Linked DNA regions of Mus musculus: region 2 is linked to region 1. A link is a contact called in public Hi-C data. All regions are on one chromosome and are shown on one strand. Each heading gives the region's core, a stretch centred on a gene start, on an enhancer-like site or on the middle of the called end of the contact. The rest is flanking DNA. Distances are from core to core; before and after follow the strand shown.

What was found. A called contact is a pair of places that touch in the nucleus more often than the background predicts.
Region 2: a contact with region 1 is called in a Hi-C map of adipose-derived mesenchymal stem cells, with 2.2 times the contacts expected there. The contact joins the enhancer-like site here to the promoter of Cyfip1 in region 1. A contact is called at or near these places in 27 of 484 Hi-C or Micro-C datasets (the HPC-5 cell line, Sertoli cells, adipose-derived mesenchymal stem cells and 18 more), 13 of 115 datasets of contacts at active chromatin or transcription factors (astrocytes, bone marrow-derived dendritic cells, bone marrow-derived macrophages and 8 more) and 4 of 9 other capture datasets (adipose tissue, bone marrow-derived macrophages, liver and 1 more).

What each region holds. Positions count from the first base shown.
Region 1 is chr7:55,839,523-55,845,488 of GRCm38.p6, forward strand. It overlaps Cyfip1 (cytoplasmic FMR1 interacting protein 1), which reads left to right and starts at 2,549. Exons shown (of 31, transcript NM_011370.3): 1 at 2,549-2,785.
Region 2 is chr7:55,875,181-55,881,146 of GRCm38.p6, forward strand. It overlaps Cyfip1 (cytoplasmic FMR1 interacting protein 1), which reads left to right. Exons shown (of 31, transcript NM_011370.3): 7 at 2,511-2,607; 8 at 2,699-2,827; 9 at 3,897-4,001. Among named protein-coding and RNA genes, the nearest start is that of Cyfip1, 36 kb to the left of the region's middle. Within about 2 kb of position 2,686, at least 16 of the 459 cell types and tissues checked have an H3K27ac peak or open chromatin away from gene starts, as enhancers often do. A contact at or near this core is called in adipose-derived mesenchymal stem cells, fibro-adipogenic progenitors and heart atrium, where this site is marked.

The DNA of each region.
Region 1 (5,966 bases), core at 1,299-3,798:
GTCCTAGAACTCATTCTGTAGGCCAGGCTGGCCTCGAACTCAAGAGATCTGCCTGCCTCTGCCTAGCAAGTGCTGGGATTAAAGGCGTGTGCCATCACTGCCTAGCTATAAATATATTTGTATTCTTCACTAAGACAGGAGAAAGGGAGGGAGATAGTGTTGCACTTGCCATAAATCATGGGAACAGCTGTGACAATCTCTAGTCAGTTTACATAATTTCAAACCCATTTCCAGTTACAAGCAAAGAGTTCTTTAAAATATACTTGTGCATTTCACCTGTGGGTGTGTGGGACTTCACCTTTAGTATGTTCTCATATCTGCTGGCATTGAAACACACTGGTGGGTTTTCTACTAATTATATTTTGAAGAATTATTTTCCCCACAAAAGAGCTTTTATTTTCTCTCAGCACAAAAAAAATTTAAATCTCGTGTGTATTCAATAATAAATAGGTCAATTTTAACCTTCATTTCCACTTGAAAAATTCCATTTCATTTAAAAGTTCTTAATTTTTTAAAAAAAGATTTGTTTATTTTTACTTATTTATTTACACTGTAACTGTCTTCAGACACTCATCAGAAGAGTGCATCGGATCCCACTACAGCCACCACCTGGTTGCTGGGAATTGAACTCAGGACCTCTGGAAGAGCAACCGCTGAGCCATCTCTCCAGCCCTCACAAATGGTTTTTATTTTTATTTTTTTTAGTATAAAAAAAGTTGCATTGATGAAATATTGTAAAAACAAATCAATCTGTTTTTCCTCCCAGCCCCTGCTCCCAGAATGATCACTGTGAGACTAACAACTTTTTAATAAATGCCTAGGCCACGAGCATTGGCTCAGTCCCTGACTAGATTGTAACTTATCTAACCCTTTAAACTATTCTATGTCTCACACACTGTTAGTTACCTCTCCTCCAGTCCCAGCCTGCTTCTTCCTTTGTGTCTCCTCAGCTTCTCTCCCTCAGAGACTTGCTTGAATCCTTCACAGTCCCTCCCTATGGGTTCCTTTTATATTCTCACTATTTCCCAGAATCTCCTCTCTTCTTGCCAGTGTCCCATCTCCTATTTGCTGCCTCAGCTCATTGGGCATAGGCATTTTTAGTGACAGGTGACACTGAGATTCTCTCTACAGCATATAATGATATAATTCAAATTGCTTGTCGGATAGTTAAATGCCAGTATTGAATCTTAATCTCTAGATTACAGTTCTGTGGAAGCAGGGGAACATTGTCAAGCATGCGTTTTGTATTTTTGCTGCGCCAAGGAATCAACATGTTACATTTGTATTATCATTATAGTTTAGGTTTTGTAATTTTTATTATACTCTTGTTATGCATATGTAGAGAAGCTACAAGGATTATACTTTTGAATAAGTTTAACATCTCACATTTTGTGGTAAACCTAAGATGGTGAAAACACTGATGTGTGTCTGTTGTAAATACAATTACACGAGTTTTATTTTTCTGATATTAAAAGTTACTTAGTAAAGATTTATTTCTGTTAAGTTGGGGAAAACAAACTGGTGTGGGAGTTAGGCATGTTGGTGAATGCCTGTGATTTCAGCACTTGAGGGATGGAGACATGATCTGGTGTTCAAGGCTAGCCTGGGTTACATTAGTTACTGTCAGACCCCAACGACAAACAAAATGTCCAAATTCTTAGCAGTAAGGAGGGGCGTCCGGAGTGAAGAAGGGTAGGAAGTTTGGAGCTATTCTACTAAGTTCAGCATTAAGATGTATGTTAACTAACTTTTCCCTTCCTTTTCTGCGGGTTTAGGGAGGGCAAATTCAAGTCAGGTTTTCTGTTGTCAGCCATTCCTAGGAGTCTGAACTTGAGTTTGCCAGTCCTCAGAAGGCAGATGAGATGGTAGCACTGTTACTTTAGGGGCCAGAATGGGTTCTTCCTTGGGTCTGGAGCATTTTACATGCCGCTCCAGCCTTGCACCCACCATTTAATACATACATGCGCCCCTTCTCTGTCATGGTTGTACCTTCTGTATCTCTTTTGAAGTTCAACCAGAGGCAGGACAGGAGGCAGTGAAAATTTGGGGGACATGCGGAGGAAGATAAGCCCATCACTCATGGATTTACTGAGGCTTCTCACCATCACTGAGGACAAGTTATAGGAAAACGAATGTTGAATTCCTATGGCCCATGTATGGGCTCACTGGCCCACACCCAATTGCTGGGGGATCCAACGCCCTTTTTGGACCTTTGCGGGCACCAGGCACTCTCGTGGTGCATAGACACACAAGCAAGCCAAACATTCATACACATAATGAATTCCTTTTTTTTAAATTTTTTTTAAAGTATCTTTAGTAAAACTTCCAGCTCTATGCTGGCTAGTCCTGGAATTCTTTCCTCATTTGGCCTTAGCTTCAACAGAGGTCCCCCAAATCAGGGAAAACTCTTGAGGCTGGTGAGCATGGCAGTGTGGCGCTGAGTCTTCATCCTCTCCCAGCCGGCTTGACGGGTGGAGCCCACCAAGCAAATCCCGGCTTCCTTTGCTGCGGTGACCTGAGCAGCAAGCGGCAGGCGGGGCTACGGTACGGGAGACTTGGGGAGACTTGGGGGCCGACCGGGCTGGCCTAGAGGAGCCGGACCCAAGGCAGCCAGCGGGAGGAGGGAGGAGCGCCGGGAGGAAGAGGCCGAGCCGAGCAGCGCCGCCCCGGAGGAAGGGGAGGAGGCCGGGTGTTTCCTGGTGCATTCCCGACCCGCCCAAGTGACTCATTGGGGTAGGAAAGCTCCCGGGGCCCGCCCTGGACAACCGAAGGCGGCGCAGACCAGGTAAGGGCGGTCGCCTGGCCTCGGGGTCCTTGCTCCACTGTAGTCCGGTGGGGCGAGCCTGCAGACGGCCTCGGCGCAGCCTCCGGGACCGCACGGCCTCCCGGGATTGCCTCCTGGGCTCTCGAGTCTCCCGGTCTCTGCACGGCAGCTCCGGAGCCCGGGACTCCCGGCCCAGCTCGGCGGCTCCAGGGCTCCCTCCCCGGAATCACATTCCAGAATCCCCCGGCCACGGGCTTCCCAGTGCAGATTCCCTGTTCCCTCCGCGCTGCACAACTTGCACTCCGGTGGCCCGGCTCCCGCGTCCCGGACCCCCGCGTCCCCGAACCCCCGCCCCGACTCACCCTGGATACTAGGATCCCAGATCTCGCGCTTCCGGCACGAGGTTTAGCTCCAAAGAGGAAGAGACAACGTTAATATTTAGTATTTTACTATTGAAAAGTAAGGAGCGACGAATAGTTTATGTTGCACTAAAGTGGCAAAACAACCCCGAGTCCACCATGGTTCTGCCTTCAGAGGAAAGGAAGGAGAGTGTGGTCTAGGGAAGCCGTCCTCAGATTCTTGGAGAGAGGCATTTTGGGCTTTGTTAAGGAAACGGGATTGTTCAGGAGCAGTAGTGCGCCGCCGCACATTCGTAACGAATTTTGTACTTTAAGCCTAAAGCATCTGCGTAATTTGTAACATTTCGTGAGTGTGAGAAAAGAAGGAAGAGATATGCAACTGGGGATCGGTGAGGGCGAGGCAGAGGGAAGCATCGGGCAATCCGTGTGTTGCATGGGGGAGCCCAGAGATTTCTCTTGGTTGTCGGCTAACAGATCGCTTAGTTGAGTCGTGTTTGAAGCACCGCTGGTACTGGGGTACTCCTACAGGTACTGATACTGAGATCAGCGCTTGCCAAGGTGGGGGTATTGATCCTAGACCCTGGCCAAGTTCACTGGCTGGAAGTTGAAGCACGCGAGACCGGTGGTATACCTGAATACCAGCCTTCCCCTAGTTCTGAGTATGTTAGTGGTTCTTATTAAAAAGCCTACAAGCACATAGCCTGAAAGAATTAATTCAGTTTTTAAATACATGTAAGTTACTGCAGACATGCATTGTAAGAATTCAGTAGGAATGTTGCGGGGAATACTTCTCTTTCCCTCTTCCCCTAACAGCATCTTCCCTGTAACCTTGATAAAATGCTGCAGTTGAAAAGTCTCTCTAAGAAAATACATCCTCTAAGTATTTGTGTATTTGAGGAAGTATGTATTAAGGTTTTTTTAAAGAATAAACACTGTATGTGTGTGTTTGTGGTATGTGTGTTTTTAGATGTGGGTGCACAGGTGTGTGAATGTGTTTGTATGTGCATGTAGAGGCCCGAGGCTGATTTGGCGTTTTCCACCTTATTCTTTGATACAAGGTCTCTCAGCTGAACTTAGAGTTCACTGATTGGACTAGTCTTGCTCGCCAGTTTGTTTCGGAGGTCCCCTGTCTCCGCCTTGGAAGCAATGGGACTTGAGGGAGGTTGCCATGCCCATTGTCGTTTATGTGGGTTCTGAGATCTGAAATCCTGTACGGCTATCCACTGAGCCATCTCCCTGGCACTTAAGCGTGTTTTTAACTTTACATATAGTAATATTCATGCTTTGGAGTGTTGACTGCCACTGTAATTAAGATGCCAAACTGGTTCCTATCACCTCAAGATTTTCTTTCCTGTGTCCCTTGTAGTGAGGTCTTTCATACCATCAACTCTTGGCAACTGCTGATCTTTTCATAGTGCTATTTTGCTTTCTCCAGAAAGTCCTGTGGCAATCTTGGAGTCTGCATTTAAGATGGTTCTATGTTCTCAGTAATAAGTATGGGGGTGTTGGGGAGGGGGTGGCTATATTTAAGGCCGTCCAAGGTGTTTTACCAGCCAAACACCATTAAAGTGAAAAATTAATGATTTTATATATATATATATATATATATATATATATATATAATATTATTTGGTTACAAAAACACTAGTCAAATATGTCTGTAAGAAGTAAAGTCAGTGCTTTGAAAAGTAGAGCCTTGGGAAGGTGGGGTGGCATGCAGGGAGTATAGGTGCATACAGTGGGTATAGGTGGCACACAGTGAGCATAGGTGGCACACAGCAGGTATAGGTGACACACAGTAGGTATAGGTGACAGACAGGTCTGACAACTTGAGTTACAACCCACAGTGGAAGGAAAGGACTAACTCCTGAAAATTGTCCTCTGACGTCCACAAGGACACAGTGATTTGTGCCGAAATACTTACTCTCTCTCCCTATGAACACACTCCATACACAAATAATAAATAAGTGTTTTTTTTTAAAAAATGTAGTTCTGGATACAACCTGGAAGACTAAAACGTTCTTTCTTCTCTCTTTCCCTTTATCTTACCATTTCAAAAAAAAGCAAATTTAAATATGTATTTGACAAGTGTGTGGTTGTTGTGGCCTGCATGAGTTTGTGTGCATCACATTCATCAGAAGTCTGTAGAGACTAGAAGACGCCATTGGATCTCTTGGACCAGGAGATATAGGCTATTGTGAGCTTCCATGTGGGTGCTGGGAACTCAGCATAGGTTCTCCTGAAAAGCTCCTAATTGAAGAGCCATCTTTACCCCTCCTGAGTTTTGAGACAGGGTTTCATTCCATGGCCCAGACAGCCTTGAATTCATGGTGCCTCTACATTAGCCTTTTTGTGTGTAGGGAGGGGAAGGGGCTTGAGGTTGGGTCTCCCGAAGTCCTGGTGGGCTTGAACCCCTGATTCTCCTGCCTCCACCTTCTGAGTGCTAAGACTGGAGGTGTGGATACCACCACCTTTCCTGTCTATCTCAGCTCCTTGAGTGCTGACATTACAGAAATAAGATACAACCTAGCCTGAAATAGTACTTTTAAAGGTGAGAAAATTTACAAACACCACCTCAACAATTTTTTAAATAGTTCAGAAGTATATACAACTGTATGTGTACTGAAGCATTCTGCCCCGACTTTAGCCTCTTTTGTTTGAATCGGAGTTTCTGTAACACCGATTGCATTCCAAGTGTTATATATTTTCACTTATTGATGCTCAGCTGGAATTCCTTAAATGTTTCTATTTACAGAGAGTTCAATAATTCTTGTTTTGTTTTTTTTGTTGTTGTTGTTTTGTTTTTTGGTTTTTCGAGACAGGGTTTCTCTGTGTAGCCCTGG
Region 2 (5,966 bases), core at 1,436-3,935, 36 kb after region 1:
ATCATCATTTTTAAAAAGATTTATTTCTTTTCTTTTTTTGTTTTCTTTGTTTGGTTTTGTTTTTTGTTTTTTTTTTTGTTTTTTTCAAGACAGGGTTTCTCTGTGTAGCCCTGGCTGTCCTGGAACTCACCCTGTAGACCAAGCTGGCCTCGAACTCAGAAATTCACCCGCCTCCTAAGTGCTGGGATTAAAGGCATGCTCCACCATGCCTGGCTTTGTTTATTTTCTTCTTTATTTTATATGAGTACACTGTAGCTATCTTCAGACACACCAGAAGAAGACATTGGATCCCATTACAGATGGTTGTGAGCCACCATGTGGTTGCTAGGAATTGGACTCGGGACCTCTGGAAAAAGCAGTCCGTGCTTTTAACTGCTGAGCCATCTCACCAGCCCATCATCTTTATTGATAGGAGCTACTTATCAGTCTTGGGACTGTGAATACATGGTGCCAAGAATAAGGTGCAGGAGTAACTAGTAGTTTAAGGGTCTTACACATCTTGTGCGGCCTGGAGTTTTTAGGTGTGCTTCAATCGTTTTGGGGGAATCTGGGAGCTTGGTTCCCTTGAGATGATAAGCATCTACATCTATCTCTGTTCACTGTGTGGAAGTGCTTACCCTGAGGAACATTGTTTAGAACATGGGCTTTTCATCCAAGCATACCAAGTTGAAGTCCTCAGAGAAGTCATCTCCCTTGTTTGTCCCTTGGGTGCTGAGGGACACTAGCACTTCATTGCAGACACGAGGTCGCCCCATGCCCTGTTGGCAGGTGTCTTAGAATCAATCTCACTGAGCATTCTAGGGCTTCTGGACAGCTCGCTCTTTGCGACGGCAACTTCAGCTTCCTTCTTTGAAGGCAGAGCTTCTAGAAAGAGGCCAGCAGTGGTGTGTTAGTCAGATTTTGATGTTGCTGTGATGAAACACCTGAGGTTCAGATTTAGGGTAGGTTTTCTGACTTTAAGAGGTTTAGGATGAGTCTTCCCGCTGCAAATGATCGATCAAGTAAATCCATCATAGCTATACCAAGCTGCTTGAGTTTTACTTGATTCCAGACGTAGTCAGGTTTACAGTACGATTAGCAATCACGTTACCTTTTATATTCTCATATTCATTCATATTCTTTCTCTTTCATACTCATCCTCTCTGTCTCTCTCTCTCTTTGTCTCTCTCTCTGCCCCTGCCCCCCTCACACACACACATACACACACACACACACACACACACACACACACACACTCATAATCATTTCTTTTGTGCCCAGATGATAACTTTCAGTACATATTCTGAGTAGAATGCAAAAGTAGCCCCACACAACTCTGGTGAGCCTTGACTGAAATAGAACGCAGTGTCCTCAATTCCTTCCTTCCTTGGTTGTCATGGCTTCTATCCTAGCATCTACTGGAGTCAATAAGGTGAATATAGGAAAAGATAGAGCCTTACTATATCAGTGAGATGATTGAACTATATTCAAGTTTTCAAAATATTAATTTTTAGGTCTTTGATTTAATTACTTTAATTAGGGAGTTCTCATTCCGCAGTTATCATATGTTGTTCATTGTCCGATATGGCTGCTTGAGTTCTACCCCCAATTTATATCTGGTGAACAGGGAGGAAAGAGAACATAAAGCCGTACTCTTTCTTAGAAGTAAACATTCAACTTCCTGATACTCCTTTTCATCCTATCTCATGGGCCACCCCTTGGTTACCTGGCCACAGCCTCTGCAAGGGAGATGACACATTATCATTTCAGGCCGATCATGAGGCAGAAAAGAAGTGAATTCATTGTGGATATGGTCCTTCCTTGCGGAACCATAAAAGTTTAAGATTCTGGGTTGCCCAGATAGAGCCTTGTGGGCAGTTTCTGTTACATGTAAAGATTTCTCACAGTTTCTCCACACAGACGTAACATGTGCCTTTGAGGATTTTACCGTGCAAGCCCTTTTGTCTGCCTCACATTGTGTAGCTGAATAGTTGGCAAATCTCGGGCTCTGGGAAGTTCCAGTACTAGTGCGCTGAAACAGCGTAACTGGGGAGGGGCACTTACTTCTTGTTAGAAATAGTGGTGGCGGAGAGGGTTTCGGAAAGATCCTTAAGAATGTGTTTCAGGGCTTTTTGGAGTCAGAATATGCATAGACAAGTTCTTCTCTGACACAGACACTAGGAGTCAACACTTTGACCTGTAGATAAAGGTAGACATTCACCTATGCCTAGGAGAGACCAGAGTATAGATACCTGTTGATGAAGTCCATTGGCCATGAACAATAGAGTACAAAAGCTCTCTGGTGTATACGATATGTCTGAGTTGGCAAAAGTCTCCCCTAAAGTCAAGGTCAGGGATGCTGCAAGAGGCTGAAACCAAAAGCAGCTACTTCAACACTTATTTCTGCAAATAACTGCAGGCAGAGAAGAATAGTGATTTTTTTTTTTTCTCCCCAAGGTCCCCATGGGGCCTCCTCCACCCTCCCCAATTAATTTGCAGATATGTTTTGGAATTGCCTCTTTTCTTTCTAGGGCTGCTCAGTTTTTACGTAAAATGGCAGATCCACAATCCATCCAGGAGTCACAGAATCTGTCCATGTTCCTGGCCAACCACAACAAGATTACACAAGTAAGGCCCGTGTCTCTGCACACCATTGACATCCTGTGTTGCTGGTGAGGCTGGAGTGGGCGGCAGCTAATCTCTTTCCTTTGTGCTCCAGTCTCTGCAGCAGCAGCTTGAGGTCATTTCTGGCTATGAAGAGCTCCTGGCAGACATCGTGAATCTGTGTGTGGATTACTATGAGAACAGGATGTACTTGACACCCAGCGAAAAACACATGCTTCTCAAAGTACGTGTGTAGCGGAGAGGGTCCAGCCTTCCTCGGGGATCAAGCATGGCCGTTTGTACAAACGGCTGTACTTAGTCGTTCTTTTTTAACCTTCTTTTTTAAATTCTCATGCTGTCATGTATGTAGACAGCATCTCTTGAGTATATACACATTCCCTTGGCTTTGCTCACCACCTCAGCACATAGTTGGCTGTTGACCTGGGGCACTGCCTGCTGAATTTGCCTGCTGCTCCGACTTGTGACACATCCTTGTCAGGAGAGCACCTGATGGGTGGTCTGTGATAGCAGACACGTCATGACTGTGACTGTGCTGGCCGATGCAGCCCTCGTCATGTTCCCAGGACACGTTGGGATTGTGCAGCTGCCTGTTCCCAGATTGAATTTATGAGTTTACAAAGACACTGAAAGCTAAGTTTAGTAGTAATGCATGGGTGTGTCTTGGATAGTGCAGTTCTACAAGAGCCTTGTTACTCAGGTTAGACGAATCAGTGCTGCATTGGTTCGAAGCAGCTAGCCTCTAAACAAAATTACCCTTTGTAACCCAATTTCAATGAAGGAAAAAAATGCATACGGTCTGGGAATAGTAGGTATTAAACCACAATAAAACCTTAAAAAATATACAGCTTAACACAGTCACAGTCGCTGTGAGCTAGGTAACTACTGAATCTGACTGTGTCATTTCAGAGGTTAAGTATTCTTGATTGTGTGCCTGCTTATCCTTGTTCATGATACTCCAGGGACAGTATTGTTATAATTGTAGCACTTGAGTTTAGTAGAATTAAACTTGTGGCATTATTAAGGAACCGTCTCATGAGTCCCTTGTGCAGTTGCCTGCATCTACTACCTAAGCGCTGTCCTCCGCTCAGCAGGCGCGACACCTGAGTGTCTTCGGAGGACGCTGAAGTAGGCACAGGAGATGGTACGGACAAGGGAAAAGGTTTTATTTCAGAAGGAAGCTCTTTATTTCATAGCACCATTGAGGGAAGGGTGATTTCTGATTTCAGAGTTAGCAGCTCTGGCAGTGTGCATCTGTGTGGGTCGGTTCACAGGTCCGTGTGTTATTTTTGCAGGTCATGGGATTTGGCCTGTACCTGATGGATGGGAGTGTGAGTAACATCTACAAACTAGATGCCAAGAAAAGAATAAATTTATCCAAAATCGACAAGTATTTCAAGGTGAGTTTCAAATGTACGTATGCATGTGTCATATGTGTATATAAAAGCATATATATGTGTGTGTGTGTGTGTCTGTGTGTGTGTGTGTGTATATATATAAGTCTATACATGGATAAACATTTTTGACAAAGGCTTTTGGCTAGTTCAAAGCATTGATGATAAAAGTGTTTATGGGTATATGCATTGAATTTTTGCCGTGCGAATCTGTGAGTGATTGTGACGCACATGGCATGACTGATCTCTCTTTTGTAAAGGTGGCTGCTGTCCCCTTCCCGCTCCTTGCCTTGCTTTCCCCTGGGTTGAATAGTGTAGAAATGGAATCATACGATTTTTCTCTCTTTTGCCTCTGGCTGCGTGTGCCCAACCCTCTGTTTGTGAAAAGAATCCCCATGGGAGCCTGTGGGGAGAGCTTGTAGGTTTGCTCATTGTTATTTTATCTGTGCTAGAACCATTTTAGTAGAGTGATACATACCTGGAAGATTCAGGAAGGAAAAGGTTTCTGCCTGTGTGTCTTCCCGTAAGACCTGTAAACACGAAGAACAATGATCTAGGTCACTTGCAGCGTTCTCCTGTGTATGTGACCAGTGCATCTTTACTGCCAGTCATGGTAACTAAATTACAGAGAAATTAGCATCCCTTCGCTTCTCTCATTCTTTTGCTCTAGAAACATTTTACTAGGAAATTACCGTGCAGCTCAGTAACTGTTGGCTCTGAATCTTCCATGCAATGATGGTGTCTTTAGTTACAGAAGAGCCCCTGCAGAGATGGAGTACAGGCTTGCATGCCGCACCAGGAGATCGGGATTTCGAAGTCTAGCTCTAATAAAAACCTGTAGATGTGTAATTTATATTAGACTCACATAACTTTTCTCTTAAACTACACATTAACTATTACCTAACATTTTTTACATTTCTTTTATTTTTAAGTTTTAATACAGGTATATCTTTTCTGTCCTCTGTTTTCTTTCCATTGAATATTAACTTTTAAATAAAGTAGTGCTTGTAGGACAATCGGTTACACAATTCACTCTGCTCTGAATAGTTTTTCAGTGCCATACGCGAAGTGAGTGTGCTTGAACCATTATCCTTTCTAAAGGGTAGGTTAAGTCACTGGATTGTTGCTCAGTTTTATTTTTAGTGGTGTGGGGTGGGGGTGGCGGTTGCATATGGTTTAGAGCATTTGTTTGATCAGTCACTTTGCAAATCAGAAAAGGCAATTATCTAAAACAATAGCATCTTAAGTAGGTTGCTCTGGCCACTTTTTTGGCGGCGGTTGTTACAGCCATTTCTAAGACCCTTGGCATTTCCTTCTGTGGTTTGTGGAGCTCTGATCAGAGGAATCTGATTCTAACCTCTTCTTTTGTTTAGCCAATGTCTGGCTAAACCTAGATGTCTTGCCCAGAGCATTTAAAGTATATCCATAAAAAGATCCTACAGGGAAAACCTGGGTGTTCCACAAGAATGTCGGATCTTTATAATCTAGGCAGTTGGTATTGTAGGTAAGCTGCCAGGAGGCAACGGTCCTCATAAAGCAAGCAGCATTACTTCAGTTAAGACCCAAGTCTTGAAGCTCCGTATACCTGGGTGGGAAGAGAAGCTAGGGGCTGCCTGAGCAGGTTAGTAACTGTTTGACCCCGGTCCAGGAAGGTACTGATGCATAGGATTCAGCTAAGATCCTCCATCCAGGGCTGGGGGACGGCTCAGCAGGATAAAAGCATCTTCTGTAGAAGCTTTATGAGCGCTGTTTGGTCCCAGAACCCACAGAAAATGCCAGATGTGGTGCTGCGCATCTGTAATCCGCTCCTCTAGCGAGATGGGAAGTGGAGACAGGAGAATTGTCTGTGAGCCCAGAAGCCAGTTAACGGGGAGAATGCAGAACAGCTCTGTGGTGCTTTGAATGAGAAATGTTCCCCTTAGCCTCGCTTGGTCCTCAATTGGTGGTTGGTGCTGTCCAGGGAGATGGTGC